2 separate regions of the Mus musculus genome follow, and region 1 is linked to region 2. Evidence: chromatin contacts called from public Micro-C data. All regions are on one chromosome and are shown on one strand. Each heading gives the region's core, a stretch centred on a gene start, on an enhancer-like site or on the middle of the called end of the contact. The rest is flanking DNA. Distances are from core to core; before and after follow the strand shown.

Region 1 (4,216 bases), core at 599-3,098, 8.9 Mb after region 2:
AGGACTATGATACATTGACAGGCATAGAGGCTCCTGCCAGAGCAACTCAACACAGTGCAGCTAGGACTGCTTCCAATGTGGCCAGCGAAGACAAGGAAGCCCAGGTGGTCCCAAATGTTTAAAGATGAACAAAGAGAGGCAGAGAGAGAGAGACAGAGAAAGAGAGAGAGAAAGGCAGAGAGAGAGAGAGAGAGAGAGAGAGAAGAGAAGAGAAGAGAAGAGAAGAGAAGAGAAGAGAAGAGAAGAGAAGAGAAGAGAAATCCCTAACCCTTGGTTTAAAGACAATATTCATTTATTGCTCGAAGGATGCTTTTAAGGGAGGACAGTGAACTCAAATAAACTTTATTTTTCTCCCCATGATACCATAGAAGGATTATCAAATCACTCCAGTTTAAGAAATTTTTTTCCAATCTCCCAATATCACTGATTTTTTTCCTGTCAGTTCAATGAAAAGCTAAATGTAATACTAATTATATATAAATTTTTATTTTACCTTAAAAATGTTTTTGTTCAGCTGTTTCATTATAATCGTTTAACATGCTACCACGGGGCTAAATCCATGAATTGGAGAAAAGGGGTGGGGAGGGGGAGTCTTACCCAAACCTTGGATTTCTAAGTAAAACCACATGAAGAACTAACAGGGAGGATCCAAAGCCCACTAAACAGGAGGTAAACGAGATCACCAGATAAATAAAAAAAGGTTTAAAACAGACTCACCATATTTACAAATCCCATTAAATTACACATAAATAAATATATACAGAGACGTGAACACTGATTCCCTTATAGAATTGTGGATTGTGTCATCAGAGGAAGTTCAAGTGGGTGGTTGTACCTTGCAGAAGACAACTTCTACAACTGAAGACAGGACATAGAACTTCTGTATTTGTGTTCAAGTTTATTCACAATACTGATAAAAAATGTCATTATCCTCTTTGCCTTTTTTTTTAAAAGTATGGCTACAATCTGAAGTACGCAAGGGAAGGCGATGAGTTAGTCCCATGAAGCTCATATACTTTTTAAATTTTTTAACGTCCTTTTTAAAAAAAAAAAGTTTTAATGTTTGTTGTCGATTTGATTAAAAAAAAAAAAGGTTCACAAACGCGACAGAACTTTTCTTTGCTGGCTTCACGACCTGTTCTGTTCTCTTAGGCTCCACACGAGGGTAAAGGGGGTGTTGGTACTGATGGGGAAGTTGAGGCAAGGCGCTGAGTAGGCAGCGGCTGCCCCACTGGCAGTCGAGAGAGCAATCCGGAGGACTCCGGGGACGAAGGGCGGCGCGGCAACGCAGAGTAGCAGCAGCAGTAGGAGTGGCTGGTCCCGGAGCTGTCACCTGCCGGGTGGGGGAGGGGCGAGTGGGGGGACGCGGGCCGGTGAGGCGGGCGGGGGCGGGGCGGGAGGAGAGCCTCACTTTCTGTGTTTCTCTTCTTTGTCACTGCTTTTGGCGCTGTTGTCCGTGTGGCTGTTGGGGTTGTTGCTGAGGTACATTTTGTCCATGGCCTTGAGGGCCTCGGTGAGATAGTTCTGCAGGGCCGTAACCGCTGCACACACCGCCGGGCTGCCGAAGCCATGGGAGATGAGGTTGAAGTGGGTCAAGCAACTCTGGATGCCAGGCTCCAGGATAGGATTGGGCCGCGAGTTCCCCAGGGGAGATCGGTCCTGAGCCAGCAGGTCAGTGAACTCTTTGCAGATCTGTCTGCAGTGGAACAGAGACAGAAGTGAAAGCTCCCATCAGGCCTTAGTGGTAGTGAGAAACCATCGCTCCCTGAAGTTACCTCAGCCATCCAGCCCACCTTCCCCCACTCAGGACTCAAGGCCAGTCACTCAGAATAACAAAGCCTGTCACTTCTAAACCAACACTCCTCCCTTAAATGAATACCCTTCCTACTTCAAAAAGACCTCCCCTTCTCTCCCCACCTCCAACCCTCAGCCCTGACAAACTTCTGCCTACACCTTTCTCACAGCAAACACCCTGAACACAGGAAAGCATTTCACAGGCAAAGAAAAGTTACACCGGAAGTGAAAAACACAAGTATCCCTCTTCAGTATTCTAGAAATGCCAGGCTTGTTCTTCAAAATATCACCAGAGCCTGCTCCCCACATCCCTAAAGGAACCACAATAAAAGCTGGTGGAATGGGGTCTCCTCTCATTCACCTTCAAACCAGATGAGACTTGAATTTAGGCAGAAAGGCAAACTTTGCTTTTTCAAAACAACAGCAGGCCCCGGGGAGAGAACTCACACTTGACCACACCACACACACACACACACACACACACACACACACACACACACAAGGATCTGCCTTTGGATGCTCAGAATTTATGTAAGAATCTAGCTTGGAGGCTTATGTCTTTAACCCCAGCGCTGGATCAGAGAGATAGTGGGATCTCTCTGATTTGCTGGGCAGCCATTTTAGTCCAAATAGTGAGCTCTGGGGTCAGTGACAGACTGTCTCTAAGACTAAAGTGGGGAGCCATAGAGAGAGCTACCTCAGCACACAGGAAGTTTGTCTGGTCCTGGAAGCCAGCAGTAGCAGAGGCCTTCCTGAGGTTGCTACAGCCCATGGAGGGAGGGTGTGTGTGTGTGTGTGTGTGTGTGTGTGTGTGTGTGTGTGTGTGTGTGTATAAGCCTATCACTAGGCCAGAAACTGTCCCACACAAGGCCTCTCTCTGCCTCTTAACTCTCTGCTGCGGTGCCCTTCGGTGACACCAGCTTTTGATAATTGAGGACTTCTAAACAAGCCTTTTAATTTCCAGCAAACATATCAAGACAGTCATTTTTCTTTTCAACCTAGAGAAGTCAATTCAGCCCAGGCACTTTGGGAATATAACTTGGGCCATCTTGAAACCCTGAGATGATAGCTTGCCAGTTAACTAAAACTTACAGAGTTACATAGTATACATAGTATAGTATAACTATGTAACTCTGTCTCTGAGTCTCTCTCTCTCTCTCTCTCTCTCTCTCTCTCTCTGTGTGTGTGTGTGTGTGTGTGTGTGTGTGTGTAAGAGAGAGAGAGGATAGAAACTGGGATTAGAGGTAAGAGTAGAGCTGTTGCTGGACGGCACATTTTGTAGGCCGAGTTAGCCTCTGCCTTTCAGAACACAGTGATAGAGAGAAAACCCAGGCAAGCCTAGTTGGTAGCCCTGTGAGGATTTGATTCTGACTTTTTCTGAAGCAACACAAATCCATACTCTTTCAGTGAAACCCCCGGCTGCAAACCACACACATCCACATTCATTTAAAAGTCAACACAGAAAGAGACAGACTTTAGGAAGAACACAGAAAACACAGGGACAATCCCACTCTGGTTCCTTTGTGACACAGACTGCGCTCACTTCGACACTGGTGCCCTGATTTCAGTATTCACAGCAAAGCCGATCAACAAGAAAGGAAGATGGGGGTGGGGGGTGGGGGGAGCAGGAGCTAATTTCTGTTTCTTTTGACAGTGAACAGCCCAGACCCTGCAGAGGTAAATGCCTTACTTTGTGGCCAGGAGCATGTTTTTTCTTGCCACTTGCTCATTGGGATCGGAATGTTGTCGGTTGAGAAATTCTGCTACTGCTTTGGCAGGAAATTCAGTTTCGCACACGTACCCAAAGTCCCTGGCTAGGTGGACGGCTTCTCCTGGCAAGAGGTGGAGGAGGGAAGTGAGGGCCAGAGAACCACGGACTTGGGATCAAAGTTTCCCCTCCACACCCAACTCCCTAAACTTTCTTCACCAAAAGTTGGAAGGAACAGAAACCACTTGTTTCCTTTCTTTAGACTTTTCTTCTTCTCTGTGCGATCCAGAGAGCAAACTCAGCAGTGCCTAGCTGGCTTACAAGGCCAAGAGGGTTTGAAAATGTTAATCTCGCCCATCCCCACCCCCACCCCCATCCCCGACTGCAGTTTCCTCGACTTCTGTTTGAAAATGGCTGCCCTGTTCCACCCTCACACCTATCAACACACCCATCAGTGGCGCTTCCTAATCACTCCTTGAGCATTTCAGCAGGCGAACAACCGAGAAAGTTTACATTTTAACTTGATCACATACAATTATCTGTTCATCCAAGCCGATTAACCAAGAGGATTTGAGGGTCACTCCACTGAGTCTGTCTGTGTTGTTGATTTTCGAATCTTTGGTTTTAATTTCCTGAACCAGTTGGTTTTTACTGCGGGGCTTCCTGCCATTAGCTCCGGCTCCGGAAGAACGCATGCGCCAATTAGAGCATCAA
Region 2 (4,256 bases), core at 29-2,528:
TTCACAGTGTTTCTCTCAAACCCATCTTCTAGCAAACGACCTGGTGCCCACTCTGTCAGATTTTTTTTTTCTGGACCAGTTGCTGAAATACAGGGTTGTTTTTCAGTCAGAGGGAGGCCTATCCTCTCAGATCCTCCAATACCGCCCCCCCACCCCCATCTCTACCCATCCTGTTCTAGTCACCCAGAGGCTGCAGCCTTGAGGTTTAATCACGGAATATCTAGGATCATTCGGGGCTTATCTCTTCAAAATCTTTAAGCCGCCTTGTAGGTGCAATTCTGAACACTTCCTCCAACTCAGACTCTGTGAGACAGCTGCCCTGGAATGGGTAGAGGCTGAGAGTGGCTGGGGGAAGCCTTAAGTTCTTGGGGATATTTACCTGACTCTGCTTCACCACAACTACTAATGTCACCGAGCTCTTTTGAACTTAACTGCCCCTACGAGCCAAAATGTACTGGTCAGGACAGAGGGGCAACGCATGGTTTGTCGAGGAAACTTCTGGAGTCCTCTTAGCCCGAACTCTCTAGCTCTTTTAAGCCCTGGAACGCCTGTGAACCCCGTGCTCCTCAATGTGGCCTACACATTCCATCAGCTTAACACACGTTTGAAGTTCCAAGTTTCTATCCCCTCCGCTTACTGCTAGCAGGGAGTGGGGCGAGGCACCGAAATACCATCTTCTTCCTCACTGGAACCCCGGCGGCTGTAACAGCCTTGGTAACCTAAAGTCGGACTGGAGAACCTGCCTGTGGAGAGCAAATGTGATGTTGGTGTGACCGGTGATAGCAGGGAGAGGGATATTCGGAAAGGAGAGGACAAGGGATGGGCGGAGGGCTGGAAAGGACGGAGAAACTCCCGGCGCTGGAGACAGCACGGTAGAGTAAGGACTGAGGCAGATCCTGTGTGACTCGAGGGCTCCGTGGAGGCCTGGGAACAGTGGACGCAGGAAGGGTCTCCGGGCCGGTGAGGACTCCGAAAGTCCGCAGACCGGGAGAACCGCAGAGTCTGGGAGTGAGTGGGTGGGTGCGGTGGGAGGACCGAGCGCGGGCTGCGGGCAGGGGCGCGGGCGCCGGGCCCGGGCAGCCGGCGCGCGTGTGGTCAGCCCCGCGGTCCTCCAGCCGCCAGGAGCGGGCCGGCAGAGCTCGGCCGCTGGCTCATTCACAGGCGTCTCTCGCCTCCCATTGGCTGCCGCCTCCGTAGTGGGGCGGGGCTCCCCTGCCCGGAAAAAAATGTAACTGCGTAAAAAAGTCCTCGCCTGGGTGACGGATGCTCAAAAGTTCAGAAGTTTTCCCAATGCTTCCTTAAGCGGCCGGCGCAAGAGACTGAGAAAAGGTGACGCGGGGGCCCGGGAAGGCGGCCGGCGCGCTGCCCCCGCCCCTGGTTATTTGGCCGCCTTAGCCAGCAGCCCCGAGCAGTGTCTCCTGGAAGGCGCAGGCAGTGGCGAGCAGGGCGCCTTATTTTTTTTATTTGTTTTTGTTTTTTTTTTTTTTTAATTTTTTTTTAACTTTTGTCTCTTTTTTTGCCCCGACTGCGCCTGGAAGTTGATCCGAACGTTCCTCCGAGGCGGCTTGCAGCGTCCTGGTCTGGCCCTCTCCGGGTGCAGCGACCCTCCCTCGCCGCCCGCGCGGGAACTGAGTGGGCTGCGAGGCGCCAGGCGAGCGCAGGGAGAGGCCGAGCGGCCCAGGGCGCAAGGAGGCGGCCGCGGCCGGGACAGACGCAGCGCGGAGGGGCCCGCGGTAGCTCGGCGCGGCCCGGACTCGGACTCGGCGGCCGGTGCGGCGCGGCCCGGCCCGAGCGAGGGTGGGGGGCGGCGGGCTGCGCCTGGCGGCGGCGAGCCGGGGCCATGCAGGCGCGCTACTCGGTGTCCAGCCCCAACTCCCTGGGAGTGGTGCCCTACCTCGGCGGCGAGCAGAGCTACTATCGCGCTGCCGCGGCGGCGGCCGGGGGCGGCTACACCGCCATGCCGGCCCCTATGAGCGTGTACTCGCACCCTGCTCACGCCGAGCAGTACCCGGGCAGCATGGCGCGCGCCTACGGGCCTTATACGCCGCAGCCGCAGCCCAAGGACATGGTGAAGCCGCCCTACAGCTACATCGCTCTTATCACCATGGCCATCCAGAATGCCCCGGACAAGAAGATCACTCTGAATGGCATCTACCAGTTCATCATGGACCGCTTCCCCTTCTATCGGGACAATAAGCAGGGCTGGCAGAACAGCATACGGCACAACCTCTCGCTCAACGAGTGCTTCGTCAAGGTGCCCCGCGACGACAAGAAGCCAGGCAAGGGCAGCTACTGGACGCTCGACCCGGACTCCTACAACATGTTCGAGAACGGCAGCTTCCTGCGGCGGCGGCGGCGCTTCAAGAAGAAGGACGCAGTGAAGGACAAGGAGGAGAAGGGCCGGCTGCACCTCCAAGAACCGCCACCGCCGCAGGCCGGCCGCCAGCCCGCGCCCGCGCCCCCGGAGCAGGCCGAGGGCTCCGCTCCCGGGCCACAGCCGCCGCCCGTGCGCATCCAGGACATCAAGACGGAGAACGGTACGTGTCCCTCGCCTCCCCAGCCCCTGTCCCCGGCTGCCGCCCTAGGCAGCGGCAGCGCCGCCACAGTGCCCAAAATCGAGAGCCCCGACAGCAGCAGCAGCAGCTTGTCGAGCGGGAGCAGCCCCCCGGGCAGCCTGCCGTCGGCGCGGCCGCTCAGCCTGGACGCTGCAGAACCCGCGCCGCCGCCACAGCCTGCGCCGCCGCCGCATCACAGCCAGGGCTTCAGCGTGGACAACATCATGACGTCGCTGCGGGGGTCGCCGCAGGGTTCGGCCGCTGAGCTCGGTTCCGGCCTCCTGGCCTCGGCGGCTGCGTCCTCGCGCGCGGGCATCGCGCCCCCGCTGGCGCTGGGTGCCTACTCTCCGGGCCAGAGCTCCCTCTACAGCTCCCCCTGCAGCCAGAGCTCCAGTGCGGGCAGTTCGGGCGGCGGGGGTGGCGGCGGCGGCGGAGGCGGCGGCAGCAGCAGCGCTGCGGGTACGGGGGGCGCCGCCACTTACCACTGCAACCTGCAGGCTATGAGCCTGTACGCGGCGGGCGAGCGTGGCGGCCACTTGCAGGGTCCGGCGGGAGGCGCGGGCAGCGCGGCGGTGGACGACCCCCTGCCCGACTACTCGCTGCCTCCAGCGACCAGCAGCAGCTCTTCGTCCCTGAGTCATGGCGGGGGCGGCCAGGAGGCCAGCCACCACCCTGCATCCCACCAGGGCCGACTCACCTCGTGGTACCTGAACCAGGCAGGTGGAGACCTGGGCCACTTGGCGAGCGCGGCGGCGGCTGCGGCGGCCGCAGGCTACCCTGGCCAGCAGCAGAACTTCCACTCGGTGCGGGAAATGTTCGAGTCTCAGCGGATCGGCTTGAACAACTCCCCGGTGAATGGGAATAGTAGCTGTCAGATGGCTTTCCCTGCCAGTCAGTCTCTGTACCGCACGTCGGGGGCTTTCGTCTATGACTGTAGCAAATTCTGACCCTATTCCCGGCACTCTTAGAGCCAAATGGAATGGAACCCCAGAGCAGGAACAGTAAAAGAATCCAGCAATGCAAAATCGAAACTAAAAACATACAAATTTTAAAACTTGAGAAGATTCCTCACACCAGCGAACAGAATCTCTCCTGAAATTCAGCTCACCAGCATCAGCTCAAAGAAAACCTATTTTCCTAAAAGATTAATGCAGAACCTCCTCCATTTTTGCCTTATCTAAGTAAGCAAAACCGTAAACTATTTTGTACAGACAACAAAATCATGGTTTATTAAAGGACAGTTTACTCCAGATACCACGTAAGTTTCTTGCGTTCAGAGACTCGCTTTCCTGCTCATTCGTCTTGCCCCTCTGCCTCTGCCTTGCCTCTCACCTGTAAGATATTTTATCCTATGTCGAAAGAACGGGAAAGTACCTGTTTATGAAAATCGCTTTCTTTTTATTCATGGACTTGTTTTTAAATGTAAATTGCAACATAGTAATTTATTTTTAATTTGTAGTTGGATGTTACGGACCAAACACCAGAAAGTGTTCCAAAAGCTTTTCAAGTTAAATTGCCTGAAACTTTTAAAATGTGCCTTTTCTCTCATTATAAAAAGGGAAACTGTATTAATCTCCTTCTATCATCCTTTTCTTTTTGTTGATCATATCCATTGTTTGTTTATTAATAAATTGCCATTCAGTTTGAATAAGACCTATATGTCTGAATACTTTAATACAGCTTTAATAGAAAAGATTTCAG

The links. Hi-C and Micro-C count contacts between places; a contact is called where the count stands out from the background.
Region 1: a Micro-C map of embryonic stem cells shows a contact between it and region 2, with 13 times the contacts expected there. The contact joins the enhancer-like site here to the promoter of Foxc1 in region 2. A contact is called at or near these places in 4 of 484 Hi-C or Micro-C datasets (LSK cells, cardiomyocytes, cerebellum and 1 more).

What each region holds. Positions count from the first base shown.
Region 1 is chr13:40,715,708-40,719,923 of GRCm38.p6, forward strand. Tfap2a (transcription factor AP-2, alpha) reads right to left here. Exons shown (of 7, transcript NM_011547.5): 6 at 3,485-3,626; 7 at 1-1,696. The coding sequence ends at 1,408. Among named protein-coding and RNA genes, the nearest start is that of Gm26688, 10 kb to the right of the region's middle. Within about 2 kb of position 1,849, at least 15 of the 459 cell types and tissues checked have an H3K27ac peak or open chromatin away from gene starts, as enhancers often do. A contact at or near this core is called in embryonic stem cells, where this site is marked.
Region 2 is chr13:31,805,368-31,809,623 of GRCm38.p6, forward strand. It overlaps Foxc1 (forkhead box C1), which reads left to right and starts at 1,279. Exons shown (of 1, transcript NM_008592.2): 1 at 1,279-4,256. The coding sequence starts at 1,841. The coding sequence ends at 3,502.